Linked DNA regions of Mus musculus: all the other regions are linked to region 5. The links are chromatin contacts, called in public HiChIP or PLAC-seq and capture Hi-C maps. All regions are on one chromosome and are shown on one strand. The core of a region is the stretch at or near the end of the contact, and the rest is flanking DNA. Distances in the headings are between cores, read along the strand shown.

The links. HiChIP or PLAC-seq counts read pairs in DNA pulled down with a chosen protein or histone mark. Capture Hi-C pulls out chosen DNA fragments and counts their contacts.
Region 1: an H3K27ac HiChIP or PLAC-seq map of large pre-B cells shows a contact between it and region 5, with 2.6 times the contacts expected there. The contact joins the enhancer-like site here to the promoter of Trim56 in region 5. A contact is called at or near these places in 2 of 39 promoter capture datasets (embryonic stem cells and stem cell-derived epiblast-like cells), 1 of 15 datasets of contacts at CTCF or cohesin (embryonic stem cells), 22 of 484 Hi-C or Micro-C datasets (B cells, the G1E-ER4 cell line, cerebellum and 8 more), 5 of 115 datasets of contacts at active chromatin or transcription factors (astrocytes, embryonic basal ganglia, embryonic stem cells and 1 more) and 1 of 9 other capture datasets (embryonic stem cells).
Region 2: a capture Hi-C map of embryonic stem cells shows a contact between it and region 5, with 4 times the contacts expected there. The contact joins the promoter of Tfr2 here to the promoter of Trim56 in region 5. A contact is called at or near these places in 6 of 39 promoter capture datasets (the C10 cell line, cranial neural crest, embryonic stem cells and 3 more), 2 of 484 Hi-C or Micro-C datasets (the G1E-ER4 cell line and the P5424 cell line), 3 of 115 datasets of contacts at active chromatin or transcription factors (bone marrow-derived macrophages, large pre-B cells and neural tube) and 2 of 9 other capture datasets (embryonic stem cells and pancreatic islet).
Region 3: an HNF4G HiChIP or PLAC-seq map of pancreatic cancer cells shows a contact between it and region 5. The contact joins the enhancer-like site here to the promoter of Trim56 in region 5. A contact is called at or near these places in 5 of 115 datasets of contacts at active chromatin or transcription factors (acute myeloid leukemia, bone marrow-derived macrophages, embryonic stem cells and 2 more) and 1 of 9 other capture datasets (embryonic stem cells).
Region 4: an H3K4me3 HiChIP or PLAC-seq map of bone marrow-derived macrophages shows a contact between it and region 5, with 6 times the contacts expected there. The contact joins the promoter of Mospd3 here to the promoter of Trim56 in region 5. A contact is called at or near these places in 5 of 39 promoter capture datasets (cranial neural crest, hippocampal neurons, liver and 2 more), 2 of 484 Hi-C or Micro-C datasets (adipose-derived mesenchymal stem cells and regulatory T cells), 7 of 115 datasets of contacts at active chromatin or transcription factors (bone marrow-derived macrophages, double positive thymocytes, embryonic stem cells and 4 more) and 1 of 9 other capture datasets (liver).

Annotation. Positions count from the first base shown.
Region 1 is chr5:136,795,817-136,798,552 of GRCm38.p6, reverse strand. All of the region lies in intron 3 of Col26a1 (collagen, type XXVI, alpha 1), which reads left to right. Among named protein-coding and RNA genes, the nearest start is that of Gm30654, 30 kb to the left of the region's middle. Within about 2 kb of position 1,417, at least 16 of the 459 cell types and tissues checked have an H3K27ac peak or open chromatin away from gene starts, as enhancers often do. A contact at or near this core is called in B cells, where this site is marked.
Region 2 is chr5:137,568,502-137,571,267 of GRCm38.p6, reverse strand. It overlaps Tfr2 (transferrin receptor 2), which reads right to left and starts at 1,428. Exons shown (of 20, transcript NM_015799.4): 1 at 1,334-1,428; 2 at 1,150-1,196; 3 at 227-280. The coding sequence starts at 259. Actl6b (actin-like 6B) reads right to left here. Exons shown (of 14, transcript NM_031404.5): 14 at 1,688-1,962. The coding sequence ends at 1,882.
Region 3 is chr5:137,424,136-137,426,839 of GRCm38.p6, reverse strand. Zan (zonadhesin) reads left to right here. Exons shown (of 88, transcript NM_011741.2): 39 at 535-676; 40 at 1,066-1,283; 41 at 2,170-2,311. Among named protein-coding and RNA genes, the nearest start is that of Zan, 52 kb to the left of the region's middle. Within about 2 kb of position 1,354, at least 42 of the 459 cell types and tissues checked have an H3K27ac peak or open chromatin away from gene starts, as enhancers often do. A contact at or near this core is called in pancreatic cancer cells, where this site is marked.
Region 4 is chr5:137,599,333-137,602,032 of GRCm38.p6, reverse strand. It overlaps Mospd3 (motile sperm domain containing 3), which reads left to right and starts at 1,325. Exons shown (of 5, transcript NM_001254762.1): 1 at 1,325-1,762; 2 at 1,981-2,056; 3 at 2,210-2,439. The coding sequence starts at 1,558. It also overlaps the pseudogene Gm7285.
Region 5 is chr5:137,114,924-137,117,623 of GRCm38.p6, reverse strand. Trim56 (tripartite motif-containing 56) reads left to right here and starts at 1,417. Exons shown (of 3, transcript NM_201373.4): 1 at 1,417-1,512; 2 at 2,671-2,700.

The DNA of each region.
Region 1 (2,736 bases), core at 168-2,667, 320 kb after region 5:
AGGGCACCTGACAGCCCCCTTCTGGCCTTAAGGGGTACTATACTCTCATATGGATACTCACACACAGGCACAAACACTGCACAGGAGAGTGAGACAGAGAGGGGGGACAGGGGGAGGGGAGGGGGAAAGGAAGAGAGAGCCTCTTTAGAGCTGAGCAAAGTACTAGCAGAACCTCCTAGAATCAGAGCCCTGGACTGAGTGGGGACAAACTTGGGACATGTGTGCTTGTGTGTGTGTGTGTGTGTGTGTGTGTGTGTGTGTGTGCATGCCTCGGCACACTTGTAGAGGTCAGAGGACAACCCCGGTGCCAGTTATCACCTCCTGCCTTGTTTGAGAGGAGCAGCTTGCTTTGCAGCTAGGGAACCTGAGGCTCAGAAACTTGGGGGGGCGGTTATCTGTCAATGACGGGAGAGTCACAGAAATCACACTGGAAATAGAGTGCCTTTGTGGCCACCCCCAGGGTCTGTCCAGGCAGGACAGCAGGTCCAGGCCAGACTGTGGTGGTCAATACTGATTGTCAGCTTGACAGGATCAGAGTCCCTTCTGGCAGGTCTGTGAGGAAATTTCTAGATTGGGTAGACACACCCTAAATATGGCGGCACCATTCCCTAGGCTGGGGTCCCTGGTAGAATAAAGAGAAGAAAGCAAGCTGTCCCCCAGCCTCTGCCTCTCTCTGCTTCCTGACTGTGGGTGTCACATGACCAGTTAGTTGCCTCACTCTCCTGCTGCCAGGTCTTCCCCATCGTGAGGGACAGGACACAGACTCAGCCAAATTCTACCCCTCCATCTTTTATTGCTTTGGTCAGAGCTGCAAGAAAAGTAACTAAGACAGTCGCTAACTTTGAACTTGCTGTGCACGAGCTCGTTTCTACATTCCTTTTGCTGTCTGCCAGAGGGAGCTACAAAGGAAACTTCCTGTGGGACACCATGATTCCTGAGGGAAGTAGGACCTGCAGTTAGTGTGGAAACCGAGATCCATATTCCCTCACCAAGCCTACTCAAAGCTACCCAGGATGCCGTCCTTCCTGTTAGCTTACTCCCAGCACTAAAGCACAGTTAAGCCAGGTGGGTAGAGCATAATTGCAATCCCAGCCCGGGGTGGGGGTGGGGGGGCTGAGGCAGGGGGATCTGGAGTTCAAGGCCAGCCTGGGTTACCTAATGAGGCTTTATCTCTTTGTTATATACTGTGTTGGTCACTTTTCTCACAGCTGGGTAGCTTGCCTTCTGGGGGATGGGGGCTCAGATTCTGAGATCTTGGGGGAGCAGCCCCCCTTTCAAGCATGCCCCTAGATGGCTGTCTAACCTCTTCTTGGGCAACTCTAGAGATGGGCACTCACTCTCTCTGAGCTGATCCACTCAGCCTGCCCTGCGGCTCATCCCCTGAGGAGGTAGGGAGGGTCTGGCCTGTATGAAGTCTGCCCAGGGGAACTGAGAGGCCCATCTGTTTGCTCTGCCTTTTTGACCGGTAGCCTAGGCCTCCCCCTCCTCCCTCTCCTCCCCCTCTTCCTGCCTCTCCTCTCACTTCTCTCTCTCCTCCCCCTCCTCCCCCACTTCTACTTCCTCCCCTTCCTCCCACTCCTCTGTTCTCTCCCTCTTCCCACCTCTGTCTTCTCCCTCTTCCCCCTCTTCCCACTCCTGCCATTTCTTTCTCATCCTTCATTGCATCCTCTCTTCCCTTCTGCCTCCCCTTTCATTCCTTCCTTCCCTCTTTCTCTGTCTCTTCCCTCCCTCCCTCCTCCCACTTTCTCTCTCCATTCATCTTTCCTTCTTCCCCTCCTTCTGCACCTCACATCTTCCTCCAGTCCTTTTCTCCTTCCCCCTGCTCCCTGCTCCCTGCTCCCTGCTCCCTGCTCCCTGCTCCCTGCTCCCTGCTCCCTCCTCCCTGCTCCCTGCTCCCTGCTCCCTCCTCCCTGCTCCCTCCTCCCTCCTCCCTCCTCCCTCCTCCCAGAGAGCTGTTCAGCACCTTGTTGGCTTCACAGGTCCAGCCTGCCTGTTCCTCTGCAACCTTGTCTCTGTACGCACCACCATAAAAAGACGGGACCTTGGGCCAGATGTACAACACTCTCTTCCATCACAAAACCTTCTCTTGACCTTTTTTTTCTCTGTGTCTTTCATCAGTTAGGGGACTTCCTCACAGAACTGGGCCTGCACTTCTAGGCAGCCCCTAGCACACCCCACTGGTCAGGACCACAATGGGGACAGCAGAGATGCCTGAAGACCATGACATTGACTCTAGGCCTCTTGCTGTGGGAAACCACATGGGCAGAGGTTGGAGAAGAGAGCAGTGGCCTTGGTAAAGGCCATGAGTGGGTAGTGGCCATCCCTGCCCCTGGAGAGATCATTGTTTTACACCAACTACAGAGGCCAGTCTCCAGTCAGGTCATTATTTGGGCATGAGAGGAGGGTGGGTTCCAAGACGTGGATCACATAGGAGGCCTGAGCTGGCCCTTTGTGCTGCCAGAGAGCTGAAGAGTGGCAGGTGGCTTTGGGCTAAACAGACCTTCACTCTCCTGCCTCCTCCAGATGACAAATTCCTGGGTCCCTGTAGGTTCAGGGCCCTGTGTAAGCCACCGTCTTTACCAAAGTTCACCACTGTCTCTTAGGACTAGGGACAAAGGTCCCTCCCTTTCTTTCTATTTAAGTTTTATTTAGTTTGTGTTGAGGTAGGATGGGGTAGGGGTGGGTAGGCAGGTGTCACGGCACACACGTGACAGTCAGAGGACAACTTCTGAGAAC
Region 2 (2,766 bases), core at 179-2,678, 450 kb before region 5:
GGGGTGAGGTAGGCATGAGATTACGGGAGGGGGCCTAAGAGTTGGCTGAGGGTTAGGCAAGAATGGTGTCACTGACTCCGGCCAGGAGGAAGGGAGCTCTGGAGGCTGGAGAGGAGGGACCCAAGGAGGACCAGTGGGGCCAACCTTATGCATTAGGGAGTTGCCTAAGGGACACGAAGGAAGACCTAATGTGTGTAACCACAACTCCGCACCCCCGTGGTCTTACCACTCTCCGAAGTAGACCCCAACGTTGCTCCATGCTTGTGCCCCCTCCTGAACTCTGCAAGTAGTCCACACACACACACACAAAACCCCGATAAACCGTTTGTGGGAGCCCTAGAGGGCCCCTTATCAGCCCTGACAGGCAGCCTGAACCTAGGCCGTTTCTCATTCCCCATAAGGGTGGGGGCACAGTCTGGCCTCAGTCCAGCCTTCTAGACATTCCCCCTGGTTCATGCTAGACCGCAAGGGGCAGTGCCTTCTCTCACCAATCTTTCCACAAACCCCACTGTTGCGGGCAGACTGCAAAACAATCAATTTTTTTTTTTTTAAACCTCAGAGCAGACTTTGGCCAACTTGGTTCCCGTCACAGGTTGGGGGATGGGGGGGCTTAACGTGAGGGGGGAGGGGAGATATAGGTAAATCCCTCCTTTTCCCTGATTTCACTCTCTCAGGGTGTCCTTGGGGAAAGTCCCCAGCCCCCTTGGAAGTTTCACCATGAAAACGTCTGCCCCTTCCCACCTCTTGGGTCTGGTTGCTAGGTTTTCCCAGCACACAGCCTTCCAAATAACCCGTTAGCCGGTCTTCCTGCCCCAACCCCTGTCTCAGATTCCAAACAGCGGTATCTCAGTGGGGTGACTTGGTGGTTTAATCTGACCACAAAGCTGTCTGTCTGTCTGTCTGTCTGGAATCTGCTTGGTTGCTGGGGAGGAAGTGTTAGGAATGAGGTAAAGAGGTCAAAAGAAACCGACGAGTGGGTCTTGGAGTCAGGAAACTATGGGTTTCCACCTCACCGTTAGGGGGGCAGAAAAGGTCTTGGCCAAGCCACAGTCCTCCCCAGCACCCCTTGGATCACTAAAGGACTTAAGTGTTTCTCCTTCGGGGTCTACGACTCTAAAATTTTGATGAAGGGCCATAACCGCAGTTTACCCTCCAGTTTGAAATCCAAGCCGCGACGAAGACACCAGGACCTGCAGCTGTGAATGGGAAAGTTCAGGGTCCACCTCACCCTTACTTCTGGTCCAGGTTTCCCCTGGGAAACTGCGGGTCCTACCCAGGTCCAGAAAGATCTGAGAGGTAGGGGCTCACCAGTACCCCAGTCCCTGCCTCGTGCCTGTCAAAGCCGAGTCCTGAGTGGGAAGACACAGCAGCCAAGTTCAGCTCAGCAACAGGTCTCTGGGTTTCTTGGACCATGCTCCCAGGAGACTCAAAGCCTACTGAGGCCACACCCACTAGAGCACGCCCCCAGGCCCCGCCCCAGAGGACTCCGCCCCCGCACGTCCTTTTCTGGAGCAGCCCTGAACCAACAACCAGCTCAGTACAGACTCTTCCTGGTCCTTCCAGAGTCCTGACCCCACTAAAACCTAAGAAATTCGTGCCCCAGAGTAGCACGAATGTAGGTGTGTCTCTCTCTGGCATCTCACCAGATCCCCACGCCCCCATTCTCCCCCAAAGAAGTCAAACACTTGATTTTCATAAAAGTTCTTTTTTTTTTTTCTTCTTTCAACTCAGGAACATCACAGTCTAAGAAGATGTGGGTAAGAGAGAAGAGGGTAATGGGAAAGGGAGAGTTCAGCGCTTTTGGATTTCTGGCTGGTAGAACGCCCCTCTGGCGTTTCTCCGTGGATGGGGTGGACGGGTATTTGGGGGAGGGGGGCAACTTCAGGGGCACTTCCGCTCCACGCACTGCTTCCCTCCCTCCTCGTATTCCTGTTTGGAGATCCACATCTGCTGGAATGTGCCCTGAGAAAAGGGCAACATCAGCTGTCAGGCGTCACCCCACACCTCTCTACACCACCACACCTCGGCTTTCTACTTGCCTTCATGCATTTCTCACCTGTATCCTCCCCCCGCCCCCCCCCTTCCGGGAGATTTTAGGCTGCTCTACCACTGAGCCACGCCCCCAGCTCCTCCCTGGGGGATTCTAGGCAGAGGCTCTACCACTGAGCCACGCCCCCAGCTCCTCCCTGGGGGATTCTAGGCAGGGGGGGTCTACCACTGAGCCACGCCCCCAGCCCCTTACTTGAGATTAAACATGTTTTGTGCATGTGTGTTGTATTTGTGCCTGTGTTTGTGTGTGATGGTTGAGCTAACATGTACACACGGAGTACAAAGGGCAGGGTTTACCAAACCATACAGGTTTGTCACTCTGTAGAGAGGCTAGCCAGCCTTGAGCTTCTGGGGCTTCGCCTGTCTCCTCCCATTTTGTAAGAAGAGGCCTGGGATTACAGACAAATGTTCTCCTTACAAGTTGGGTTCTGCGGATCTGAACTTGGGTCCTCATGCCTTGTGCAGCAAGTGCTTTGCCTACTGAGCCATCTTTTCAGCCCTTGTATTTATTTGCCTTTTATTTTGGCAAAGGGTCTCAACCAATGGCCCAGGCTGACCTTGACCTTGTGATCTTACGGCCTCCACATCCAGAGTAGCTGGACATACACCTCCCACCCCAGCCAGCGCCACCATCACCGTTCTGACACCACCGGGCACCTCACTGCTACTCTCCCCTGCTGCTTTTTTCCGGGACCTTCCAACCGTCTTTTTTCATGG
Region 3 (2,704 bases), core at 105-2,604, 310 kb before region 5:
CTGGGGGATTCTAGACAGGTCTTTTACTCTAGTACCTGCCCTACCCTCACCTCCCACTCTGCCTATCAGTTGGGTCCTACTCTGGTGTTCTATGGCTGAGTTACATACCAGGCTTCCATTGGAAGATTCTAGGCCTCAGCTTTAACAGCCAGTCATTCCCTTCACTAGGGAGGCACTCCCACAGGAGGATTCCAGGCAAGCACTCTACCCACAGCCTCTGGTGCAGCATGTAGTCGTTTGCTTGCTTTAGTTCTTTTGAGAAAGGATCCCACTGTGTAGCTCTGGCTGACCTAGAACTTACAGAGATCCGCCTGCTTCTGCTTCCTGAGTGCCTGGACTGAAGGCATCGTGCCACCACATCCTGATAAGATGTAGAGGTTTCTTGTTCCCCCCGCTGCGGGTGATTGACACACTAGATGCTGAATCTACAAATAGGGAGGGCAGATCGAAGCCCTTCAGACCGTGGGCGTGTCTGTATCAATTGAACCAGCCTGTTCTTCCTCATTTTCTTTGTTTTCCCCGTGGCTTCTTCAGGCAGGCAAGAGCTGGACTTCCAGAGGCTGTTCCCAGAGCTGTGACTGCATGGAAGGGGTCATTCGATGCCAGAATTTCCAGTGTCCCTCGGGGACTTACTGCCAGGACATTGAGGATGGCACCAGCAACTGTGCCAATATCAGTAAGGGAGCCACCTGGGGGAAGACGGAGCGGGAATGCTCGTGACTAAAGGGCTCGGAGGCAGGATGAGAAGGTTAGCTCCCCAGGCCTTGGAGGTCAGTGATAGAGGGGAGAGATTCTGACCCATAACTCACTGGGTCCTTTCTCAGCATTTGTTTCTCCACGGTTAGTATCCCATGACGAACAGGGAGACCCATTTTATTACTTCATTCCTTGGAGCTTAGCATGCATCGCATGCTCAGTAAATGTTTACTGAATGAATAATACAAGGGAGAAAAAAAAAAAACTCAAAAGCTCTGTTGGCCTTCAGCCACACCTGGTTTCCATAGCTACTGTTTCCTGAGCCCCTCTAATCTTTTCCACTAACCCAGCTTTCCCTCTAACCCACAGCTCTGCAGTGCCCCGCCCACAGCAGCTTCACCAACTGCCTTCCACCCTGTCAGCCTTCCTGCTCGGACCCAGAAGGCCACTGTGGGGGCTCCACCACCAAAGCCCCCTCCGCCTGCCAGGAGGGCTGTGTCTGTGAACCTGACTATGTGGTGCTTAACAACAAGTGTGTGCCCAGAATTGAGTGTGGCTGCAAAGATGCCCAGGGTGTCCTCATCCCTGTGAGTGGGTGTGGAGAGTGGGATGGGGAATGGGGGGGTGCTGGGGTGATGACTCAGTGGGTGAGGTATATGCACCAAAAGAATGAGGACCTACGTTTGAATTTTTGCAATGCATGTGAACTGGCTGGGTGGCCTGTGCCTGTAATCCAGCGCTCCTACTGGGAGATGGGAGGCAGAAACAGGAGAATCCCTAGAAACTTGAGGGCTAGCTTGTGCTGTGTGCTCAGTGGAGAAGGCCAACAGCCAAAAGGGTGGGAGGGGGGAGGAGAAGGGGAGAGGGAGAGAGGGAGGGAGGGGGAGAGGGAGAGAGAGAGAGAGAGCACTGTGTCAATATGCAATTGAGGGTTTGGACCATCCTCTGACTTCTACACATACATGTGCTGTAGTTTCACACACATAAATGCACCTACTCGCACACAAAGATCATTTTGAAAAGTGCCATGAGGGCAACTTTCTTCCCTTCTGCCTTGTGCACATGGGATGCGCCTGTCTGTATGCATGGCTTCATGACTGCCTCTGGAGTGTGAGGGTTGATCAGGTTCTGGAACATACTAGCTGAGTGCTCTGTAGCTGAGCCTCCACAGGCAAATCATCTGTCGTCAGAAGCTATGTGAACTGCCCTGTGCCCCCAAACCACCAAGGGAAGATGGATACCACGGAGTTGCTCTGTAAGGGTTTTGATGGGAGCTTCTAGGCAGGTGCTCTACCAATCACACAGGTCTCACCCCCACCACCTCCAATTTTCCATCAATAATTGGTTGACTGACTAGATGTGAAACGTGCAGATATGAAGGGCAAAGGTCAGCACTTCAGAGAGATGAGGCTGTGGCCCTCTAACCAGACTTCCTGCTCCTGTTCCATTTTTTAACTCCCGTGGCTTTTGTAGGCAGACAAGATCTGGATCAACAAAGGCTGCACACAAACCTGTGCCTGTGTGACAGGGACCATCCACTGCAGGGACTTCCAGTGTCCCTCAGGGACCTACTGCAAGGACATCAAGGATGACACCAGTAACTGCACTGAAATCAGTAAGAGGACCACAGGAACGGTGGGGGGCTGTTCATGACTGGAAAAATTAGGGGCACGGCCAGAGGGAGCTTAGTCCCCTGGGCCTGAGAGGTCAGGGGTAGGAGGTAACACAGTGAGGAGAGATTCGGGGGACCAATTTTTGGGCTGGGTACTTTCTTAGACTTGGTTTCCTCATGGTTACCACCCCATAATAACTCAGAAGACCCATTCTCATTACTTCCTTTCCTAGGGGATTGGCACACAGCCTGTGGTCAGTAAATATTTTGGGGGGGGGACCCAAAAACCTACCTTCAAGTTTTCTTGAACATTCTAGCTTCTCCTGTTTCTATAGCGTGTGCTTCTTTAAGCCCCCTCTGGGCCTCTCCACTTACCCCACTCTCTCTTTCCCCTAT
Region 4 (2,700 bases), core at 76-2,575, 480 kb before region 5:
TTTCACACGGATCCTCTTACCCACAATTTCACTTGGGAAGACTAAGTCCTCAAGGATGGCATCGTGCACTGCTGTCAGGGTGCGGCTTCTGGGGCGCTTCTTGCTTATTTTTCGTTCGGCTTTTCCGGGTTGGCTTGGGCAGAATCCACCTCTGAGCAATGAGGACTACATTCTTCCCACTGAACTTTTTCTCCAATTCACACTAGCCGGACTTGGATTTTCTGGAAAGATTTAAGCTGAGGAACTGGTACAAAAATTACGATAGCTTTCCGACCACCACCAACTTCAATTTCCTTGGCTGCGGTGATGTTGAGTTCCCGCAGCTGCGCCTTGAGATCAGAATTCATCTCCAGCTCGAGAAGCGCCCGAGAGATGCCAGACTCGAACTCGTCGGGCTTCTCGCCATTGGGCTTCACGATCTTGGCGCTCGAGCTGAACATGTTCGTCCTGACGGAGCGCCGGCTTAGAAAAAGTTCTCCTGCTTTCTTGGTGGTTCCTGTTTTGGTTTGTAGGCACATCTTTAGTATCGAAAGTTTTCTTTACATGTATATGACCCACGTATTGTCAGAGGTCAAATGAGGGCGTTCGATTCCCAGAAACTGGAGTTATAGTTGTCACTATGTCTATGCTGGAAGCGAACCTGGGTCCGAACCCTTCAGCACTAACCCTCTTATTTAAAAAAAAAAAAAAAAGTTCCTGCCTCATCCAGTTCTGCTTATTGATTACTGACTTAATCATACGTTTCCCAGGCCCAGATAAACAAACGCTAGGTCGTTGCTCACAGTCCCGCCTCTCGCACTTAACTCTCAGACAGAGAAGGAACTCAGGACACATAAAATTCTTACCAAGATCAAGCCAATCAGTGGTGCCAAAGGAGGCGTGTTTGGTCTTTGAAGAACACCAATCAGCGAACATTGGGGCGGAAGGGATTCAGCACCCACCAATAAGAGAGGCCGTACGGCGGAAGTGCATAAAGGAACTCTCGGGAAGATGGCGCCCTTAATTTGGTCACAAGTTGACCGGAGGAAACTTTGACCGCGAGGTGATTATCACAGTACAAGCGGCTGTTCACAGGCGGGATCCCGAGCAGAGCATATGCCGAGCTCAAGGAAAGGGCACAGGGACACAATTCGGTGACCTGGAGGTCAGGGACTCTCAAAGAGCAGAGTCCGTCAGGAGATCGGAGCGGGAAGACCCGGAAAAGGCGTGGTCAGAAACAGGGCGGGTTTACTGCGCCCCAAACCGGAAGACCCGGATTGGGAAGCGACGAGGCGGGACGGATTTTAGCCAGGTGGGCGTGGCCACTGCGGTGCGGTTTGGGGGCGGGGCCTATAGGAACCTGGGGCCCAGCTGGCAGGAGAGGAGGTTTGGGAACCGGGGCCCGGGGCTGCAGGATCCACATCTAGCGGGGTTCCAAGGCAGTGGTGACATCAGGCCTCGCTCTGCTCATGATCTCCCCCTGTCCTCTTTTCATCCATCGCGTCACTAGCCCTAAACTCTAAGACCCTCTTGTCCTCCTGAGCTCTGCCCTCGGATGTCCGACCGCCCAGAGCCTGCATGCGCCGTGGGGCGCCCCAGGACCAGGAGCTGGTGGGTCCGGGGGCCCCTGGGCGGGGGTCCCGGGGCTCCCCTCCTTCCTCAGGACCCGTTGTCCCGGTGCTGGTCTTTCCCCCGGATCTAGTATTCAGGGCGGACCAGAGAAGTGGACCCCGGCAGCTGCTGACCCTCTACAACCCCACGGGAACTGCGCTTCGCTTCCGAGGTGAAGAGACGGGCGCCTTAGAGCTAGGGCTCTGGGGGTTAGTAGCAGGATATGGGAAGACTGTGTGGGCTGGAGGAATTAATCAAGAGGCAAGATGCCTAGCTTTGGGTCTGAAAAAAAAATCATGTCCATCTCCGGGGTTGCTGACATGAGGGGCCCCGGTGGAGCACTATAAGTAAAACTTGCCTAAGATCTCTTCGCGTATCTTTATCTGACAGTTCTGTGCACAGCACCTGCCAAATACACGGTATTCGATGCAGAGGGATATGTGAAGCCTCAGTCCTGCATTGACATGTGAGTGGGGAGGTTGGGGAAGCAGCCAGGCACCACAGCTACCTGTTGTCTTTTCTCCTGCTGACTGCAGTCACTCTGGGAAAAGTTTCTGGGGAGGAGATCTGGATTTACATGGTTGGTTGCCTCTCACTTCCTTTCCTCCCAATGGTTCAGTGTGATACGGCACGTGGCCCCCGTCCCCAGCCACTATGACGTCCAGGACAGATTCCGCATTGAGCTGTCTGAGGAGGGGACTGAGGGACGAGTGGTTGGAAGAAAAGACATCACCTCTGTTCTTCGAGCCCCAGCGTACCCCCTGGAGCTTCAGGGACATTCTGAGCCAACGCCCAACCCAGGGCCTCCTGTGTGGACAGGACTGACCCCAGCCAGACATCTTCAGGAGAGTGAGTTGAACAGATTCTTTGTGTGTGTGTGTGTGTGTGTGTGTGTGTGTGTGTGTGGTATTGTGTATATGTATTGTGTGAGTATATGCATGTGGGTCCTTATGCATGGACTTGAGCACATGTGCAGTCTCTTCTCACCCTTAGTTGTTTTGAGACAGGCTCTCTCATTGAACCTAATATACATTCATTTGTAGACTGGATGGGCGGTGCAGAATCCAGAGCCTCCACCGCCCAAACACTGGGATTATAGGCATACACTTC
Region 5 (2,700 bases), core at 168-2,667:
CAAGAGGTGTTACCAGGCTTGAGAGCGAGGGACTCTGGTGTCCCCTGTTCCAAAGCCCACATCCTTTTCTGTTTGTTGAAACAAGGTCTCACATGTCTCAGGCTGGCTGGAACTCGCTATATGTTGAAGATGACCTCAAACTCCAGATCTTCCAGCCTCTGCCTCCCAAGTGCTGGGGTTATGCCTAGTTTATTAGGTGCTGTGGGTGTAATCCAGGGCCTCGGGCATACCAGGCGAGCTTTCTACCACTGTAAGCCATTGAGCCATATGGGGGTGAGTCCACCCCAGTGCAACCTTAATCTCTCTTGTCTTTCTGTGCTGTCTGGTTTTTCCAGGCCTTCCCCTTGGAATTGTACTTTTTTTTCTAGGCTAAAAAAAAAAAAAAAAAAAAAAAAATTTCCAAAGATGGAGGTGGTGGTACACACCTGAAATACCAACACTCAAGAGGCTGGGGCAGAAGGATCTTGAAGCTAGCCTGGGCTAAATAACGAGACTTTGTCTAAATATATACATAAGAAAAAAAAAACACCCAAAGTACATTTTTTTTTCTGAATATGTTGCTTTTACACCAGCATGAAGCAAAAATTTGGGGGAGAGAATAAAAGGGTAGGGAGATCGACAAGGTGAACCATGTTAGGTCTGCTACCACCCCAATGACTTCCTGTCCTCATTTTGATTGACTACCTGGTTTGTGGCATCCAACAATGTTAGTCAATTCCTCCCTCTACAACGTCTGTTGTCTTCCACGGTTCACACGGTCCCCTGTGATTCTTTCAAGCTTCACAGGCCTTAAACTTGCCAAGTATCTGAGGCTAGCTAGCATGGAACCTCTGGTCTTCCTGCCTCCAGCTCCCAGCGCAGGGATTACAGCTGTGGCCCACCACCGAAGGCTGAGGATTTCGGATGTCATTTCTCTGTCCCTGCACACCTGTTGCTCTCAGAACGCTCTTGCCCCGGGAAAGCCCCCAAATGCTCCGAGACCTCCTCAAACACATCTCTAGACAGCCTCCTCCAGAAAGACTGCGCTAAGCTCTGGAAATGTTCTTATCTGGGGCTCACAGCTTCAACGGTTAGCAAAGGACCCACGAGGAGCCTCGCCCACTGGCCCAATCGCTCATCTGTCATTCCTTGCCACACATAAACATCCTGACCCGATAAACATGCTCAGAGAATAGATTCTGGGGCAGTGTCTTGTTTGCAACACACACACAAGCTGACAGCTTGAGCCTGGGGCTACCAGTCGCCCTAACCTGTAGCCCCCAGACCTTCCTGCTGGAGTCGGGTCTGGCCTTATTGCCCCGGCCAGAGGGGAGGGAGGGTTCCAGGGTGGAGTGGTGAGGAAGGCGGGGCTTGCGCCCCAGAGTAGTTGTCCCGGGCCGGGGACGGAAGTTGCACCACCACAGTACGATTACTTTCAGTTTTGTTTCTCTTGCAGGTAGTCAACTGCTGGCGGTAGCGGGATTTCGGGGCTCCCCGGTCCTGCTGGGAGAGTCCAGGATCAGCTGTGGCTGGGTAAGGAGAGCCCGGGAAGGCGGATGGGGTTAAGAGCCAGCACCCAGAAAGACTAGCCTGGGGGGAGGGGAGGGAGGAAAGGGGAAGTGAGAAAGCCCGGGAGAGGGAAAGGAAGGGAGGGGAGAGAGGGCAGAGGGGACCTGAGAAGCTTGGGAGGACAAGCTTGGAGCCAGGCCCTGTCCCTCAGCCTCCCACCTCCCACCTTGTGTCCTGAATCCTACACTCACTGAGTGTAGACAACCGCACCCCCACCCCCCACTCCGAGTTTGTTTGTTTTTTTTTCCTCCCAACACTGGGGAAAAAGAAAAGTGATCGCTCTCATTCTCTCTCTCAAGGCTAGATCTCTCTGTAGGGCAAGCTCAACCAGAACTCACTATTGTAGCCCCAGGCTGTCCTGAAACTCACTTTTAAACCCAGGCTAGCCTCAAATTTGTGGCAAGCTTCCTGTCTCGGGCTCCAGCTTTCTTTATTAAGTCGCCACCGTGCTGGGGACTTACAGTACCTTCCCTCCAGGGGATTCTAGAATGAGTTTGGTAGGAATGGTAAAATTAGAGGACTCCAGGAGTCAGGCCAGATCTACATGACCCCCAGGTCCAGGAAAAGGAAGGAGATGAACTTTTTCTCCCTGAGCCTTCATCTTGATCTGTTGTTATTTTCAAAGCTAGATGGGGCAGGAAGTAGGGCCCCTTCCACCCTCCCAGGACACCCTCCCAGACAGATGGATGGACAAAGACTGCGGGACCCTGTCCAACATCGAAAAGCACAGTGCTCGCATGCCCCTGACCTGTGTGTCCTTCCTGGCTGCCCCTTGAGTCCTAGCACCCACTGATAACAGGACCCATGGCAAGGTGAACGTGGTGGTGCTTGCCTGTGATGTGAGCACGCAGGAGACTGAGGCAGGAGGAGCACAAGCTTGGAGCTAGACCCAGGAGCAGGGCTGCCTAGCTCACAAGAAGCCCTAGGTTGCTTCTCCAGTGCTACATAAACTTCCCAGGGCTCCGGAAGTGGAGGCAGGAAGTTCAGAAGGTCAAGGTCATCCTGGGCTACTTGGCCAAGTTTGAGGCCAGCCTGGGCTACATGAGACGGGAAGGGCTTGGGCTACACCTACCTTTGGCCCTTGACCTGGTATGTTACTAATTAGAGTATTCTATCTCTGAGGCCTGGGGGCTACCTGGTCTCATCTTTCCC